Regions from separate parts of the Danio rerio genome. Here region 1 is linked to region 2. Evidence: chromatin contacts called from public Hi-C data. All regions are on one chromosome and are shown on one strand. Each heading gives the region's core, a stretch centred on a gene start, on an enhancer-like site or on the middle of the called end of the contact. The rest is flanking DNA. Distances are from core to core; before and after follow the strand shown.

Region 1 (3,959 bases), core at 1,389-3,888, 330 kb before region 2:
TGGATTTTGTGACCGGAATAACACACGCGGCTTTCTGACGCTACCTGTCGTGTGTATCTAAGTTTCCGGGAAATGCTGAGTTTTTTTTCTCTCATTCGCCGTGCGGTATCAAACATTGCATGAAAAATACACGCTTAGAGCAGCGCCTCGAATCAAATATCACGTTTGTCGGGAGGGACATGAATGAATTCCCTGAATGAAAGAGCCAAACTGCAGTTAAAGTCCACCATTTAATAATTTGGCAAATAATTCGACTACAGATGTCCATGTAAACACAGTCACATTGTCCGCTGTGGTTGTGTGTTTTGACTCTGAAATTCAGCGCGTCCAAATAGACACTCCCACACCAAGCCTCTTTAGTTCCTCCGACACTCCCCCCTAAACAGAGCTGGACACGCCCACTTTTCTGACTTTTTCCAAAGTAGAGGTGTGAAAACACCCTGCTGAAACGAGGGGGTTTCATGGCCCTTTAATTATTTCCCTCACTTCCCAATCCTTTTTAAAACCTATAAATTAAATTAGAACGTCACTTTGTTTTTATGTGATATATGGGTGAAAAATGGTAAAAAGGGGCTTTCAAGCATCAAAACAATTGTTGAATAGAAGTCTAATACTATGCAAATATAAATTGTAAAAGCACTTTACTTTTGTTTCTGCAAAATGTTTAAAAAATATTCAATGGTTCACCTGTAGATAAAACCTCCATGAACAAACCAGTGTCAATTGTATACATGGTAAATACACTTTATTGTCATATTTGATAAAATAAAAAAAAGTTACTGCTGTGTCTCTTATAACCGAGGCTCTTCAAAAAGAAAAAAGCCATACAATTTCATAATACACATTAATATACAAATATACACTCACCGGCCACTTTATTAGGTACACCTGTCCAACTGCTAGTTAATGTAAATATCTAATCAGCACATGGCAGCAACTCAATGCATTTAAGCATGTAGACATGGTCAAGACGATCTGCTGCAGTTTAAACCGAGCATCAAAATGGAGGAAAAAGGTGATTGAAGAAACGTGGCATGGTTGTTGGTGCCAGACGGGCTGGTCTAAGTATTTCAGAAACTGCTGATCTACTGGGATTTTCACACGCAAAGATTTTTATATTATCCCAAAGAAGACCACAGCAGGTGCCACTCCTGTCAGCTAAGAACAGGACACTGAGGCTAAATTTCACACAGGCTCACCAAAATTGAATATAAGATTGTAAAAACAATACCTGGTCTGATGAGTCTCGATTTCAGTGGCGACATTCGGATTAGTCGGGTCAGAAATTGGCATCAACAACATAAAAACATGGATCCACACTGCTTGTATCAACAGTTCAGGCTGGTGGTGGTGGTGTGATGGTGTGGGGGATATTTTCTTTGCACATTTTGGGTCTATTAGTACCAATTGAGCACTGTGTCAACGCCACAGTATACCTGAGTATTGCTGACCATGTCCATCCTTTTATGACCACAGTGTACTCATCTTCTGATGACTAATTGCAGCAGGATAACACACCATGTCATAAAGCATGAATCATCTCAGACGGGTTTCTTGAACATGAAGAGTTCACTGTACTCAAATGGCTTCCACAATCACCAGATCTTAATCCAATAGAGCACCTTCGGGATGTGGTGGAAGGAGATTGGCATCATGGATGTGCAGCCGACAAATCTGCAGCTGTGTGATGCTATCATGTCAATATGGACCAAAATCTCTGAGGAATATTTTCAGTACCTTGTTGAATTTATGACACGAAGGCAGTTCTCAACGGGGTCTAACCTGGTACTATTAAGGTGTACCTAATAAAGTGACCGTGAGTGTATTGAAATATTAATACACACACTAATAATATTGCTAATGTTGTTATCACGTCATACTTGCATGAGATTTCAGACCGAATATTCAAAGTACCATGTTAAACATTAAGGAGCATGTCACAAGCTGTCACTGAACGAATATACTGTAAAACAGACTTCAACATATATGCATACATTCACATAAATCGTCTCACCTCATATTGAACGGTGCCATCAATCTGACCACATACTGACGGTCTTTGGGAAGTTTAAGTTTAGGGATTTTAGACGGATCAAAATCCGGGGGATAGTATTTCTGAGGAAAAACAAAGACATAACGTTAAGTTAACGTTAGCATAATATGACAAATTTACTAACTTACAGTAGTGCACTCCGTAAACACTTATTTGAGGATTCATTCGAGAGCATTAACTAACGTTTTTATAACAAACATGAATTTTAAGTGCACTAGATTTAACATAAGTCTTAAGTGCACCAGAAACATGACCTCATATTTAAAATGAGTTCATCAGACTTTTATTAAATAGACGTAAACATTGCGATGCTACTTCATTAGCTTGCTGTTAGCAGCAGTACGTTACTTTTTAATTCAACCGTAAGTCGCAGCACAACAACAGTAGTCAATTAAAGATGGATATACTTACATTTAAAACTTTTCTTTCCGACATGGTTCTCTTTAACTGAGTAAAACTTAAACTAAGAAGATAAGTTAATGCTCAAATGCGTGTTAGCACACTGATCTGGAGGTTTCTTCCTCGACTGTGTGTATCGGTCACTTTCGAGCTGCAGTGCTGCCACCACCGGCAGAACGATGGCATTACATGAGACAAATTGTGGATCTCCACCAACTTGTTTAGGAGCATACCGCCACCTATGGTTCCGGGACATGCAATTTCAAGAGTTCATGTACATTTTCATTCATTCAATTTATTAGTCCCCTTGTTAATCAGGGGTCGCCACAGCGGAATGAACTGCCAACTTACACAGCATATGTTTTTTTTACGTAGCAGATACCCTTCCAGCTGCAACCCATGACTAAGAAAGATCCATACACACTCATTCACGCACATACACTACGGACAACTTTAGCCGCCTACCCAATTCACCTGTACCACATGTCTTTGGACCCATGCCAACACGGGGAGAACATGCAAACTCCACACAGAAATGACAACTGACCCAGCCGAGGCTTGAATAAGCGACCTTGCTGTGAGGCGATCATGCTACTCACTGCGCCACCGTGCAGCCCCTCATGTACATTTTATGGTTACAAAGATAAATAAAAATTAACAATATTAATGTTAAAAATCCTACCATTTTCCTAAAAGACCATTATAATATGCTCCAGTCCTGCATCTCTGAGGAAATTCAAGGTAGCTTTGCTAATTTCCCACATTTTTCTCATTGCCCCAATAATCATTTCAAATTCCATGATTGTTCTAAATCATAAATTTTTTTCCTCCTTTCTGATTTATATTTGATACACTTCATAATAATGTACATACTTCATAAACATCTTCTGCAACTTTACACTCATCACACTTATCTGATATACTTTTAACATTAAAACGAGGGTGGATTTTAAACTGCGTGTCCAAGTCATTCATTCATTCATTCCTTCATTCATTCATTCATTCATTCATTCATACATCCTCATATTCATTTATTCATTCGTTCACTAACTTATTCATTCATACATTTATCCTCATATTCATTCATTCATTCATTCATTCATTCATACATCCTCATATTCATTTATTCATTCATTCACTAACTTATTCATTCATTCACTAACTTATTCATTCATTCATTCATACATTCATCCTCATATTCATTCATTCATTCATTCATTCATTCATTCATTCATTCATTCATTCATACATCCTCATATTCATTTATTCATTCATTCACTAACTTATTCATTCATTCCTTCATACATTTATCCTCATATTCATTCATTCATTCATTCATACATCCTCATATTCATTTATTCATTAATTCATTAACTTACTCATTCATTCATTCATTCATTCATTCGTTCGTTCATTCATTCATTCATTCATTCATTCATTCATTCATTCATCCTCATATTCATTCATTCATTCATTCATACATCCTCATATTCATTTATTCATTCAT
Region 2 (3,874 bases), core at 1,015-3,514:
AAAAGCAGTCACCGCTCATCACCAGCCTACCATCCCTACAGTGAAGCATGCTGGTGGCAGCATCATGCTGTGGGGATGTTCTTCAGCAGCAGGATCTGGAAGACTATGAATGCAGCAATGTACAGAGACATCTTAAATGAAAACCTGCTTTAGAGTGCTCTTGACCTCAGACTGCGGCGACGGTTCATCTTACAGCAAGACAATGACCCAAAGCAGACCGGCAAAATGTCAATGGAGTGTCTTCACAACAACTCGGTGAACGTCTTTGAGTGGCCCAGCCAGAGCCCAGACCTAAATCCTGTTGAACATCTCTGAAGAGATCCAAAAATGGCTGTACACTGTCGCTTCCCATCCAACCTGATAGAGCTTGAGAGGTACTGCAAGGAGGAATGGGCAAACATCCCTAAAGACAGGTGTGTCAAGCTTGTGGCATCATATTCAGAAAGACTTGAGGCTTTAATTGCTGCCAAAGGTAGTATTGAGCAAAGGCTGTGAATACTGATGTACATGTGATTTTTCATTTTTTTTTTTTTAATTAAAATTTATTAATTTGCAACAATTTTAACAATCTTTTAAAAAAAAATTTATCTTTTTCACTTTGTCACATTGGGGTATTGTGTGTAGAATTTAAAAATATAAAGACAAAAAGAAAAAAAAGTGAAGCCCTATGAATACTGTCCGGATGCACTGTAACTGCACTGCAAAACATGCAGGGCTCCACACAATCAATTTGTGCTTATTAGTTTAACTTATTTAGTTTAACTTATTAGTTTATACAAATTTAAGTGGATTTAACATTGAACAATTAAGTTGTCTTAAAGAAAACTCAAGAATTGTGTTGTTTCAGCTTATTTAATATGAGAAGTTTGAGCAAACAAACATCGTTTTTTAAGTGTGTGTATTCATTGTTAATGTTTTTATACAGTGTTGCCTACACTACAGAAATATAAAGTTATGTAAACATTTAAACATACAGTGTAATAAATGCCGGGTTTCACACAATTGATTTGTGTTGGGACGGCATGAAGGAATTAAGTTAACTTAATAGTTTCTTTTTTTTTTTTTTTTACAAATTGAAATCCCCCCTAAAAGTTCATTTTAAATAAATAGTTTGAACAAACAGCAAAACTATTTTCTGGTGTAAAATATTATGTAAATTATACATATATAAATGTATAAAACTTAACTATGGGAATATTAATAACTATAGACATTTGCATTAAAGTAATGTAAGAAATATAAATATAGATAAAGCTGTAAATATGAAAATATAAATAACTTCAGACAATTGCATTTCAGTACTGTAAATATAAATAACTGAACATTTGCACTTCAGTGATGTAAATATGTAAACAAGAAATCTGGAAATATATTGTAGTGTTACATTTCGAAAGTCAAAACAATTTGTTTAAACTAATTGATTTAGAAGGCTAGAGGACTTTAAAAAATAATGAATATAATACAAAAATAGGCGAGGCAGTGGGTAGCACGTTCGCTCACAGCAAGAAGGTCGCTGGTTCAGTTGGCGTTTCTATGTGGAGTTTGCATGTTCTCCCTGCCTTCGCATGGGTTTCCTCCGGGTCCTCCGGTGTCCCCCACAGTCCAAAGACATGTGGTACAGGTGAATTGGGGAGGCTAAATTGTCCGTAGTGTATGAGAGTGTGTGTGAATGTGTGTGTGGATGTTTCCCAGACATGGGTTGCGGCTGGAAGGGCATCCGCTGCGTAAAAGCTTGCTGGATAAGTTGGCGGTTCATTCCGCTGTGGCGACCCTGGATTAATAAAGGGACTAAGCCGACAAGAAAATGAATGAGTGAATGAATACAAAAATAAATGCGTAAGTTATGCATTAAAATAAAAAGTGATCATCTAAGTCTTTGATACTTTGCATATAACATATGCAAGTGTATGCTCTCATTTCTTTTTACTATGCAATATTTCTAAAGAACAATATTGTTTCCTTTTTTCTAATGAAATCTAAATGAGCATATTGCAAATACTTGTCTTCACTATCAAATCAAGCCATCAGATTGACTAATTTCAGTGCGAGTTCTCTCCAGTGACGCATTTTTGACATCATCGCTGCTCTGTGATTGGGCGTGTCTGAGAACAATGACAGGTCTAATATAAATGCAATCCGTGCAATCATGAATGACATTATTTAGAATCAATGTTATGATATATGGTGCTGTATGTATTATGACATATAACCATATGAATCAGACAGGAGTGGTAAACTTTGCCCATATCGCTCTCACTCATTTCCTGTGCGTATTCACTTCAAGTTGCGCAACTCCCTTTGTCTTGACGTCAAGTTTTGTAATGGTACTTTGTCCACCCTTTTCTCTCTCTTAGGTTTAAAGCTGCACAAAATAGCTCAGTCAAGTTTATCACCTATATATTGTATTAAAATATATACAGTTGAATTATTAGCCCCACTGATTATTTTTTCCCCTAATTTCTATTTAACGAAGAGAAGATTTTTCCAAACATAATAGTTTTAATTACTAATTTCTAATAAATGATTTCTTTTATCTTTGCCATGATGACAGTGAATAATATTTGACTAGATATTTTTCAAGATACTAGTATTCAGCTTGAAGTGATATTTAAAGGCTTAACTAGGGTAAATAGATTAACCAGGCAGGTTAGGGTAATTAGGCAAGTTATTGTATAACAGGTTTGTTCTGTCGACTATCGAGAAAAAATATAGCTTAAAGAGGCTAATAATTTTGACCTTAAAATGGTGTTTAAAAAATGAAAAACTGCTTTTATTCTAGCCGCAATAAAACAAATAAGACTTTCTCCACAGGAAAACAATATTAATAGACATACTGTGAAAATTCCCTTAATCTGTTAAACATCATTTGGGAAATATTTTTAAAAAAGACGAAAAAAATCTAAAGGGGGCCAATAATTCTGACTATGGTGCTCAACATAAATTATGAAGTATTTTCATCCATTTCTCAGTAAATATAGGTCAAATAATTTGATACATTCATACATAAAATACATAAAATAATTTTGCAATTTATTAAAATAATATTTAAGTCACCAAACATATTAAAAAATAAACATATGGTACATTTAAATTCATGCAAAATATTGGAAAAAATACTTACTCAACTAAGTTTTATATAGTTTTTGCTTCTCTTAAACTTAGCTTTTTTAAATGTTTATTTAATATTTTTCCCTAACATATCATTTTGGTGTACTCATTTTGGACTGTTGTCATGCGTTATTTAGTTAGATTAGCTCCAGATTTGGCTTCAGTACTGACTAATCTAACATACACTCACTTTATTAGGTACACCTGTCCCACTGTTTATTAACGCAAATTTCTAATCAGCCAATCACATGGCAGCAGCTCAATGCATTTAGGCATATAGGCCTGGTCAAGACGACTTGCTGCAGTTCAAAACGAGCATCAGAATGGGGAAGAAAGGGGATTTAAGTGACTTTGAATGTGGCATGGTTGTTGGTGCCAGAAGGGCTGATCTGAGTATTTTAGAAACTGCTGATCTACTGGGATTTTTATGCACAACCATCTCTAGGGTTTACAAAGAATGGTCTGAAAAAAGAAAATATCCAGTGAGCGGCAATTCTGTGGGCGCAAATGCCTTGTTGATATCAGAGGAGAATGACCAGACCGGTTCCAGTTAATAGAAAGGCAACAGTAACTCAAATAACCACTCGTTACAACTGAGTTCTGCGAAACAGCATCTCTGAACACACAACACATAAAACCTTGTGGCAGATGAGCTACAGCAGTAGAAGACCACACCGGCTGCCACTCCTCTTAACTCAGCTAAGAACAGGAAACTGAGGCTACAATTGCCACAGGCTCACCAAAACTGGACGATAAAAGATTGGAG

Evidence for each region. Hi-C and Micro-C count contacts between places; a contact is called where the count stands out from the background.
Region 1: a contact with region 2 is called in a Hi-C map of embryo, with 2.6 times the contacts expected there. The contact joins the promoter of yju2 here to the enhancer-like site in region 2. A contact is called at or near these places in 1 of 18 Hi-C or Micro-C datasets (embryo) and 1 of 4 datasets of contacts at active chromatin or transcription factors (embryo).

The regions. Positions count from the first base shown.
Region 1 is chr2:55,437,342-55,441,300 of GRCz12tu, reverse strand. It overlaps yju2 (YJU2 splicing factor homolog), which reads right to left and starts at 2,638. Exons shown (of 8, transcript NM_001110833.1): 1 at 2,465-2,638; 2 at 2,015-2,115. The coding sequence starts at 2,488.
Region 2 is chr2:55,105,356-55,109,229 of GRCz12tu, reverse strand. No RefSeq gene overlaps it. Among named protein-coding and RNA genes, the nearest start is that of tgm1l1, 10 kb to the right of the region's middle. Within about 2 kb of position 2,264, at least 8 of the 62 cell types and tissues checked have an H3K27ac peak or open chromatin away from gene starts, as enhancers often do.